Linked DNA regions of Zea mays: region 1 is linked to region 2. Evidence: chromatin contacts called from public Hi-C data. All regions are on one chromosome and are shown on one strand. The core of a region is the stretch at or near the end of the contact, and the rest is flanking DNA. Distances in the headings are between cores, read along the strand shown. Region 1 overlaps LOC111591143 (a long non-coding RNA gene). Region 2 holds the start of LOC100272369 (Peptidase M50 family protein).

What was found. A called contact is a pair of places that touch in the nucleus more often than the background predicts.
Region 1: a Hi-C map of tassel shows a contact between it and region 2, with 2.0 times the contacts expected there. The contact joins the enhancer-like site here to the promoter of LOC100272369 in region 2. A contact is called at or near these places in 4 of 25 Hi-C or Micro-C datasets (ear, leaf, seedling and 1 more).

The regions. Positions count from the first base shown.
Region 1 is chr3:218,997,675-219,002,315 of Zm-B73-REFERENCE-NAM-5.0, forward strand. It overlaps LOC111591143 (a long non-coding RNA gene), which reads right to left. Exons shown (of 2, transcript XR_002750324.2): 1 at 4,354-4,641. Among protein-coding and RNA genes, the nearest start is that of LOC111591143, 2.6 kb to the right of the region's middle. Within about 2 kb of position 2,022, at least 18 of the 20 cell types and tissues checked have an H3K27ac peak or open chromatin away from gene starts, as enhancers often do. A contact at or near this core is called in ear, leaf, seedling and 1 more, where this site is marked.
Region 2 is chr3:218,912,669-218,917,160 of Zm-B73-REFERENCE-NAM-5.0, forward strand. LOC100272369 (Peptidase M50 family protein) reads left to right here and starts at 2,930. Exons shown (of 9, transcript NM_001146850.1): 1 at 2,930-3,117; 2 at 3,412-3,545; 3 at 3,719-3,784; 4 at 4,405-4,471. The coding sequence starts at 3,442.

The DNA.
Region 1 (4,641 bases), core at 772-3,271, 84 kb after region 2:
AGCTAGCTGTAACACTACAGACGATGAACATGCAATAATGTGATTTTTTCGAATATTTTCTAAGGGAGTGTTTGGTTACTGAGGACTAATTTTTAGTCCTTTATTTCACTTTATTCCATAAATTACTAAATATGGAAACTAGTACTCTATTTTAGTTTCCGTATTTAATAATTTAGTAACTAAAGTGGAATAAAATAGAGGAACTAAAAATTAGTCACTAAAACCAAACAACCCTAAATATGCGATGGTGTGCTCAGTTTACCGGGAAAAAGGACAAGTTCCTTCCAAAAAAAGGACAAGTTAACTTAAACTATAATGAACTTGTTGGTCAGGTCTATATAATAGGCATATGCAGCATGCTTTGGGCTAGTAGACAGAGCGGCTAGACCGGCCGACGGCGGTGGCGTACTTTATTTGGGGCTTGCGCAGGAGTGACAATAACGATGCATTATATTCGGGACCCATACGCTGGGTAGTAGTATTTTTTTATGCGGCTAGTATTTTTCCACCTGTATTGTAATTCTGCCTCGAAGTTCTGGTCACTATTAAGAAAAGTAATGAAATTCACAGCATGCATGTTTTACATAAAGCAATAGTGTATTTCATTAAAGTAACATGTGTACATATCTAATGTAAACCATATGCATACACGCTAGGCTCCATATGCATGCTTTGCTAAACTCATCAAGACTGAATATGCGTGCATTTTATGCGTCACGTAGAACCCGCACAAGTGATTGCCAGTGGTTGAATCCCTAGATTTTACCTAGAAATCTTTCTACAGAGACCTAGCTAATTTTTTCCCTGACATTACGATACTCGGTGAAGGTCCTGATTGCTACCACTAAAATGTACGTAGAAGGTTATCTTTATATGTGCCCTGTCATTAAAATGAAAATCTTCCAATCTTTTGTTATCTATTAATAAGTACGTACAAGCGATTAATCACGTACTTGCAATTGTAGGCCAGAATTATGCTTTTCGTATTTGGCAGTTCAAGGATGTTTCGGTGACTTTGGGTACGAGCGAGGCCATCGACGTTTCTTTGCACGTGATCTGGTTATCCCAAGCTCTAATTTTCACAGGGAACATAATAAAAGTGAACTAGTTATCATGAAATAAGATCATCCACCAAGGATAGAGTAGAGTAACGGGCTGGATTCCACCGGCCTGGCGAGCACCGTTGCAAGGCGGTCCGGATCCGGAGGCGGACCACCAGGCACCAGCGGTGCGTATCGAGGACGGTCGGTGCACGCGTCGTCAGAGGCCCGGGAAACGCAGTGCCGCTGCCGCGCTGGCCCAGTCTGATTCTGGCGCGTCGGAGAAACCAACGACGATGCTAAAGGTTACCTTCCCCCTGGTCCCCACAGCACTCCAGCAACGTACCACCAGGCAGGCAGGCACTCAAAATAGTAGTGGTGACGGTGCACCGCGGAGTGCAGAGGTTGGGCGGCCGGCCTGTCGCCCCCAAACCCAGGCCATCATGGCTCTCGATAGTAGCATATCTGCCTTTCACAGTAGATCACCGCCCGTCCTCTGCGCTCGGCTGCACGGGCTGACGTCCCTTTTTTTTTTCTTCCCCCACCGCCACCGCCACCGGCCGCTCGGCCTGGCCCCGGTCGGGTTGCATTGCATACCAGGTGATCGAGCACTATCGTCTTAGGACGGACGAGAGGGCGAACAAGAATGATTATTATTTAGTTCTACCGCCTGAACGATTATTTAGGCAGCTTGTTTGCTAAGAGCTTTCTTGTGATACCGTGTCCAGAAGTTTATCCATATGGTTATTCAAAACACTGTTTTGTACAGAGTGGAGTTTGAATCTGGGAATAAAGATGAGTAAGATGATAGAGATCCCAAAATCCCAACCCGTTTAATCCTATCCAAAACACCGTATTTAAAAAATCTAGGCTGAGCCCAATAATCAAACAGCCCAGTACCACACTTGATGGTTGGCCCACCTTGCAGCCCAATCTACCCTTTCACCTTTGCGTGTTGCGTGCCTACCCCACGTGACGAGGCCCACGCCCGCACCACTGAGACTGCATGGTCGTATTGTTGCTTGGACGGCGGCTAGGAACACACCATATATGGTGCGGTGCATTTATGTTTGTATCATGTTTTTATATCTGTTTCCGTATATCTGTATCCTGGTTTTATATCTGTTTTTGACTTGTTTTAAACCCAATCTCACGAATAAAAAATTATAAAAAAAACCAAAAAACCCAACTTCAACGGCCCGCCCAGCTGAAAGCCTGAACTGTGCCGTCAGACCGACGGTTCAAGGTTTGCCATTTTCCGCCCCACCGACCGGCGAGCGAACTGCAGAGGGCAGGCAGGCCCACGCGCGGCGCTTGCACGAGCGGGGGACGGACGGACGGACTCCGCGGCGTGCGCTGTCCCGTCCCGTCCCGACATCGAACACGCAGCGCTGATTCGGACGGCGAGAGCCGTACTAGCTTACCAAACGCCGGGAAACCCGCGGCCGGCCCACCACCGCATCCAACGCCATGCGAGTAGTGGCCCGGCGAAGGGCCGAGATATTTAGCTACGTCTGCAGCGATAGATTATTGTGCAGTGGTGGGCTCTCGTCGATGACCGATCTCCTCTGCACAAAAACCTAGGTAAAAAAGAAGAGATGCGTATCGATCCGGGTCATCCGGCGATATCATATCATCGTCGCACTCACTATACATGCCCTTGGCTAGTGGCTACTGGCTTGTTGTCGGCCTGGCCTTCGGTAATGGTCCGTACGCGGTTGCCGGATTGGTGTATGCATGCATACATACAGCATACTACATGGTTTGGGTACGTGCGCTGCTTCAACGAGAGGAGACACTCCACGTTGGTCTGACAATCAGCTAGCGTGACTTGGATATATATGGCACTGCACGTACGTACTGCCGCCGATCAGCTACGTGTCCGCATATAATACGTGCCAGTACTCTCTCCTCCCATTCTATGCATATGCATGTCAGCAATGGGAGATGCATAGCATATGGTCTTGAGACCTTTCAAGAAAAAAAAAGGACGGTGCGTTGCCTTGCCTGTTGCCATGTGTAGTGTGTACCGTCACAGGGTATAGTAGTCGCTCTACTGCAGGTGTAGGTATGCCCCCTCCTAATCGACGCGCGATGCATGGGGTGGAAGTGGACAGTGATGGTGTTTGGTTCAACGATAAACGAAAACGTAAAGCAAACGGATTACGGGTTTGTTTGGGTAATTTCAGATTGGATCGGAGTGAATAATTGAGGTTGTATTAATTAATTCGATACTTGTTGTTTGGTTGTCATCCACCAATTACAGTCTATTCTACTAGTGTGTTTGGTTTGTGGAGTCACTTTATACTTTATAAGATGATGCATCATAAGTTCATTCCATCAATTTTGGTAAAATCAACTCACTCCTCATCTATATACTAATTATTAGCTTATGAGGAATGAGGTGGTGATGGATCAACTCATTCTATTCCACAAACCAAATAAAAAAATGAGGAGTAAGAAGAAGATGGATCACTCTATCCCTCAAACCAAACACACTATACGTTCCTGGCCTTCCCCAAGCGCTACTCGTGATGTCGCCGCCGCCGAGCGCTTCTTCTTCCTTGCATAACGTCGTCGTTGACACCGATACTCTGTACCGGTGACGGATGACAATGGTTCCTATTTAGGGTAACACACATATCTTTCCCAGCTAAGGCTTCGTTTGGTTTGAGCGACTAAAAATTAGTCTCTTTATTTTAGTCTCATTTAGTTTCTAAATTATCAAACGTTAAGACTAAACTGTTTTAGTATCTAGTCCCTCAAAGGATAACTAAAAGAAACTAAACCATATTAATTTCACTTTTTTGGCTCTCGTTTATTTCAGTTGCACTAATTGTGGGAAAATGCTAAGGTGTATTTTGATCTCCTTATGATTAATTTAACGTGCTCTGAATATTTTTATTCTCTATAGCCAAATATGTTAGAGACTAAACTTTAGTCCACTAGCTACACTTTAGTCCCTGGACTAAACAGGCCCTAAATACTAGCATATATAGGACATTTTGAAAGAGGGAATGCCGTCTATGTATGTTGTACGGTATATATAGCATGTTTGGATGTTGGCATGTCCAGTGGCGGATCTAGAAATGAGTTAAAGAGGGGGCTGACTTCCAGTGACGAGTGGTAGAGGCAATACAAGCTTCTTTTTTCTCCATTTTAGGCAACTAAAAAGAATAATAATTAACCAAAAACACTTCATGTTAGACATGAGCGCATGTCATATTTGTTTCCCATAAATTATTGCTGCATAATCGAAGCCATGCCCATTCACAGTATCATAAGAATTGAGAATGCATGAGTATCATGATACCTTTGGATAGATGCCATGTTTGTTCTCAGGGCAGTTCTTACTCAAATGCCCTTGCTGATTGCAGATAAATTAAAGCAGCTTGCAAAATTTGTACCCCTGCACGTAGAAACCACATAAGCAATGATAACACGTCTAGCAGGCAGTTAGCACCCATGTATCATGAACTGAGCACCCGTATATCAAGAACAAGAACTGAAGGAACTGAGCACCCGTGTATCAAGAACAAGAACTGAAGGTAGACTGAGTGAGCGGTGGCGGACACTTGGACGAGCCGCGAGCGGCTGGGCG
Region 2 (4,492 bases), core at 1,680-4,179:
CAGATGCGGAGCACCACTTGCGCTTGGAGAAGGCCCACGACTCTCTACGGAGTTACTCGATCAGGGTGCTTGGCCCTCGTGTGGGCTTCCCTTTGCGTAGGGGTACCAACGAGGATTAGTCGAGACCTTGTATGGTTCCGGATACCTCAGTAAAAATACCGACGTCATCCACAAGAGTTTGCATCTCTACTTTACTCTTTACCTTCCGCATTTACATTAAGTATTTATGTTTATATCTTGTCTTTCTAGTTAGATTATCTAGAATTGAAACTTAGACTTTGCAGTAGAGATAGCAACACTTAGACAAAACCTAGTTTGCACATTCTTTATTGCTTAATTGCATAGGTTTTGCTCTAGGGATTTAATTGTGGCCTAATTTAGAGAAAGATTTTATAAGTCCTAATTCACCCCCTCTTAGGCGTCATCGTTTCCTACAATATGAACATGTCAACAAAAACAGAGGCTAAAATCTTCAAGGCTTGTAGTTCATGTGTATAGGACTGAGGACATGAATGTAATTTCATATGAAGTTGTACTATGGCACATTACTATAAATATAGGTACAATGTCATGGAAAGGGAAATAGTCGTAAACCATTTTCTATATTGATTTTGGTGCTTGATGACCATCACAACCATTCAGACTAACTAGTTTACCTAGTCTTTAATTCATAGGTTCATTAGTTCAATAATTTCGTTTCTAAGTCAGAATCAGCTCAAAACCAACAAAAAGGTGTGAAACTTGGAATAGATGAGCTAGCACCATCTCTACACTTTGGATAAGTTATAAACACACATAGGACCCTATTTGATATATCTAGAAGTGTTGGAAAGCTCATATTCAACAAAACACACTTTTGGAGCTAATTTTAGTTATCACAATGTACTTTGATTGCCTCACTTTGTTATTTCTATAATATATATAGTTCATGGCTAGGTGGGTGGTGATGTTGAGGCTCATGAGTGCTAGGCTGCTAATGCAGGCAATGTGAACCAGTTGAGGAAGGGGTGAGGCCTAATAAAAAGTTCAAATAGGTGCACCTTAACATTGTTGCTGGAGCTATGAGTGATTTCATTTAACAAGAGGTGACAAGCACCTAGGTGTGCAACCATCTTCGTAAATGGTGAAATAGATGGTGTCAAATATGTAAGATGTAAGACCTAAGTGGGGCACTTTGAGATGAAGACTTCTACATGACAGTCCTTGATGAGGAGCACTACATAGGTTACCTCAAGGTTAGCCACCCCAATTTACCTAACCACAAAGTATTACAACATTTATGCAGATTATCTTTGGGAGTGGGTAGGCAACATGCACGTTTGAAATGAGCTCAAATGAACACCTAATCCAGAACACTAAGTTGCTTTTTGCTATCATGTTATTTTTATCTATAATTTATGTGTTTAAAATTTCTTTGGCCTAATGACAAATTTCCAAAGGTCACGCAAAGTAGCAAATCTCTCCCGCCAGCTCTCGCCGCGCTCCACTCTATCCAACATAATTCTCTTGTATGGCAGAGGGCCCAATTTAGCGAAGTATGGCCCATGCCATATCTCGGGTCCCACAACCAACTCCGCGTCTGGCGCTCCGCCTCTATGGCTTCGTCTTGGCGTGCACCGTAGGTCAATAGCGGGCTCATTTCCTTTGGCTCTAACACAACCACACCACACTCGCACATGCGCTGGCACGCTGAGACACACTACGCATAAAGATGGTAATGAATCACGATCCAAATGTTTCTTCACAATAAATTATCACTCTTAACTAATTTTAGTTATAAAGAATATGAATAAAATATATTCTATTTCGATTTGACCCTTACATTTTTTATAGTATAAAATATAGAGTCTATTACCATCACTAACGTCACACGGGAAAGCTCCTACCGCGACCGTGGCGTGTGGTTCGCAGGAGCGCATCTTTCTAGCCTAAGGCCCTGTTTGGAATTGTAGTATTTTTTTGCAGTTTTGAAACAATACTATGATATTTGATGATACTATATTATAGGAGCTCAAAAGGTGTTTGGTTTGTACAGGCAAAACTCAGTTTTAAATACCATGGTTTACCCAAAACTGTGGTATTTTTGGAGTTTTCGAAACTCCACTCAGGACCTCAGTTTTCTTCTCTTCTCTCTACATATACTTTGTTTTTCCAATGGAGCCAAACAGATCTCGGTTTTGAGCGATACTGTAGTTTTATTGTGGTAAAACAATACCGTAGTATTTATGTCATGTATAATTGTAAACTATGGCATCTCTAAACTACATTATTTCAAAACTGCATTCCCAAACATGCCCTGAACTCGCTCGTGCCCTGCGGTAGCGCGTCCGTGGCGGCCTCCCTGCTGGCCCGTGTGAGCCTTGCGTTTGCAGTTTCGGGGGCGCATGTTAAATTAGACGCGTGCTACCTGTTTAATAAAAAGACTCTGAATAAAATATAGTCGTTTAGTCTGTGCTGTAGTTGGTCTTGATAACATTTGTGGATAAATTTCTGTCTGATTGTTTGCTCTGTGTTGTAGTCGATCTTGGGTAGAGATGTCAATGGGCCCCGAAATCCGATTACCCACGGAAAATTCCTCTATTAGTGTTAGGGTATGAGTTAAAATTAATCTCTATGAGGATAGATTTGGGAGAAATTCTTTCCCCATCAGGTATGGCGGGTTTGGGTTTGGGAGGTATAAACCTGAACCCCATTACCTATGGGGAAGGTATACCCGGTCTTGTAGAGTGTGGTCTCTGCATTCGAATCTGCCTGTCTGAGTGACTGGGTCTCTAGTCTGTCATATGTGGACGCTATGATGCATGGACAGTGGGCTTCTTAGGGCCTTTATGGGCCAGGAATTCGTCGAAGCCTGAAGGAAGGAAAAAAAAAACCTAAAGATGGTCGCTGCCACCAGGTAGTTTCCAGGCTTCCACGTTTCACTCCACCGCTTGTTTCCAGTTACCACCACTCCACTTCTAGGTTCCAGCCGTGCCGGCGCCGCCGCTTGCGCTACTCTGCGCGCCCTCGCCGCTGCTTGCTTGCTCGCAACTTAGAAGGTGACGCCGCCTGCCCAGTGCGAGCACGCCTCCACTTGCACTGCGGGCTGCGGCCCTGCCGAATCTGGAAGGTGTCGAGGTAAGCTTTTGGGATTCCTTGCCTGTGATGAGGTGTCGAGGTAAGCTTTCTTATGATGACGTAGTTCTAGGCTACAACAACATGTGTGCTGGGCTGCTAGCACATAGCTGTGTGCTGGGCTGCTGACTGATAGCTGTGAGCAGCAGTAGATTGCGTTTTGCGTGCTGGGTTCGGGTACACATTTTCGGTTGTGCTCCGCCAGACGTGGAGCCTAGGAGGGTTTCAGAAGCTTGCGGAGCCAGGCGGCCGAGCTTCTAGACATCATTGCTCAAACCTAGTCTATCTTTTTGACAGAAGAAATAGATCCTTGCACTCCATGCCGCTATGATCAGCGCTGGCCGCAGCAGGCGGCGGGGGCGGGCACCGGCGTCCCTGCCCACGACCACGACCGCTGCTTCCCGCCGGACCGAGCACTCCATCTCCTGCTGGTTAGTGAACTGCACGGTCTCTTACCTATCACTCTCTATACTGTTGAAGGTCGATCTAAATAGCATCCTTACTTGATTCCTCTCTCGTCTTTTATTTCTTTCTTCATTTTTAAGAAAGTAGAGGGAGTTGACACTTATTTTTTTCTCTCTTATTGTGGATGTACAAAATTCAGTTATTGTGACTGCAAGATATATTCCTTAAACGACGCCCTCTTCAATTTGGGGTGGAAGTATGCTAGGTATGGTTTGGCTTAGCTTATGAATATTCTTATTTTGTTCCTAATTTTCCGCATGAGTGGAAAATTCAGGTGGTAATATTTTGTTGTCTGAACTCTCAATTCCATAGCATTTGGTTGAAGACTCTGAATTGAATGCCCTGTGCTTTTTTCAAACCTTATATATATGCACTGTTTTCGTTTATTTTTTTGCAGCCAATTCACCATAAAAGTTAGCCAAAAAACCCTGTCATCTTGGGTCCTTATTTTGTTTTCTTCTCTGAAATCTTAAGGATATAGCTCTGTTTGTATTGTATTTATTGATAAATTGCGGTAGCACCATATTAAACAATATGTACTTTTTAGACCAGATCCTTTGTCTGTTTTCCTTCCACTGATGAATTTTGCTGAACTTTTGTGATCTCCTTTCAGATTTTTTCTTAACTAGACCCATGGATATTTGTAGATGCACTGTACACATGTTTGTATTCAATTTTTTTTTTGTTGTTTTCACTTTTCAGTTACTTCTTAAACAATGATGTTAATGCTGAAGTGCAGTTTCTTTGCCACATTCAGAATGTTGACCAAAAGCTTTCATTACTTCTTGAAGTTATAACAAGTTTTCTTTCTTTTTCCCCCCACAGATATATGAGAGCATGGTTTTCTGTAGGTGTTTATCTATCTCTCATTGCTTTAGTCAGTATATCCTTGGTAAGTTGATGTCCAATGATT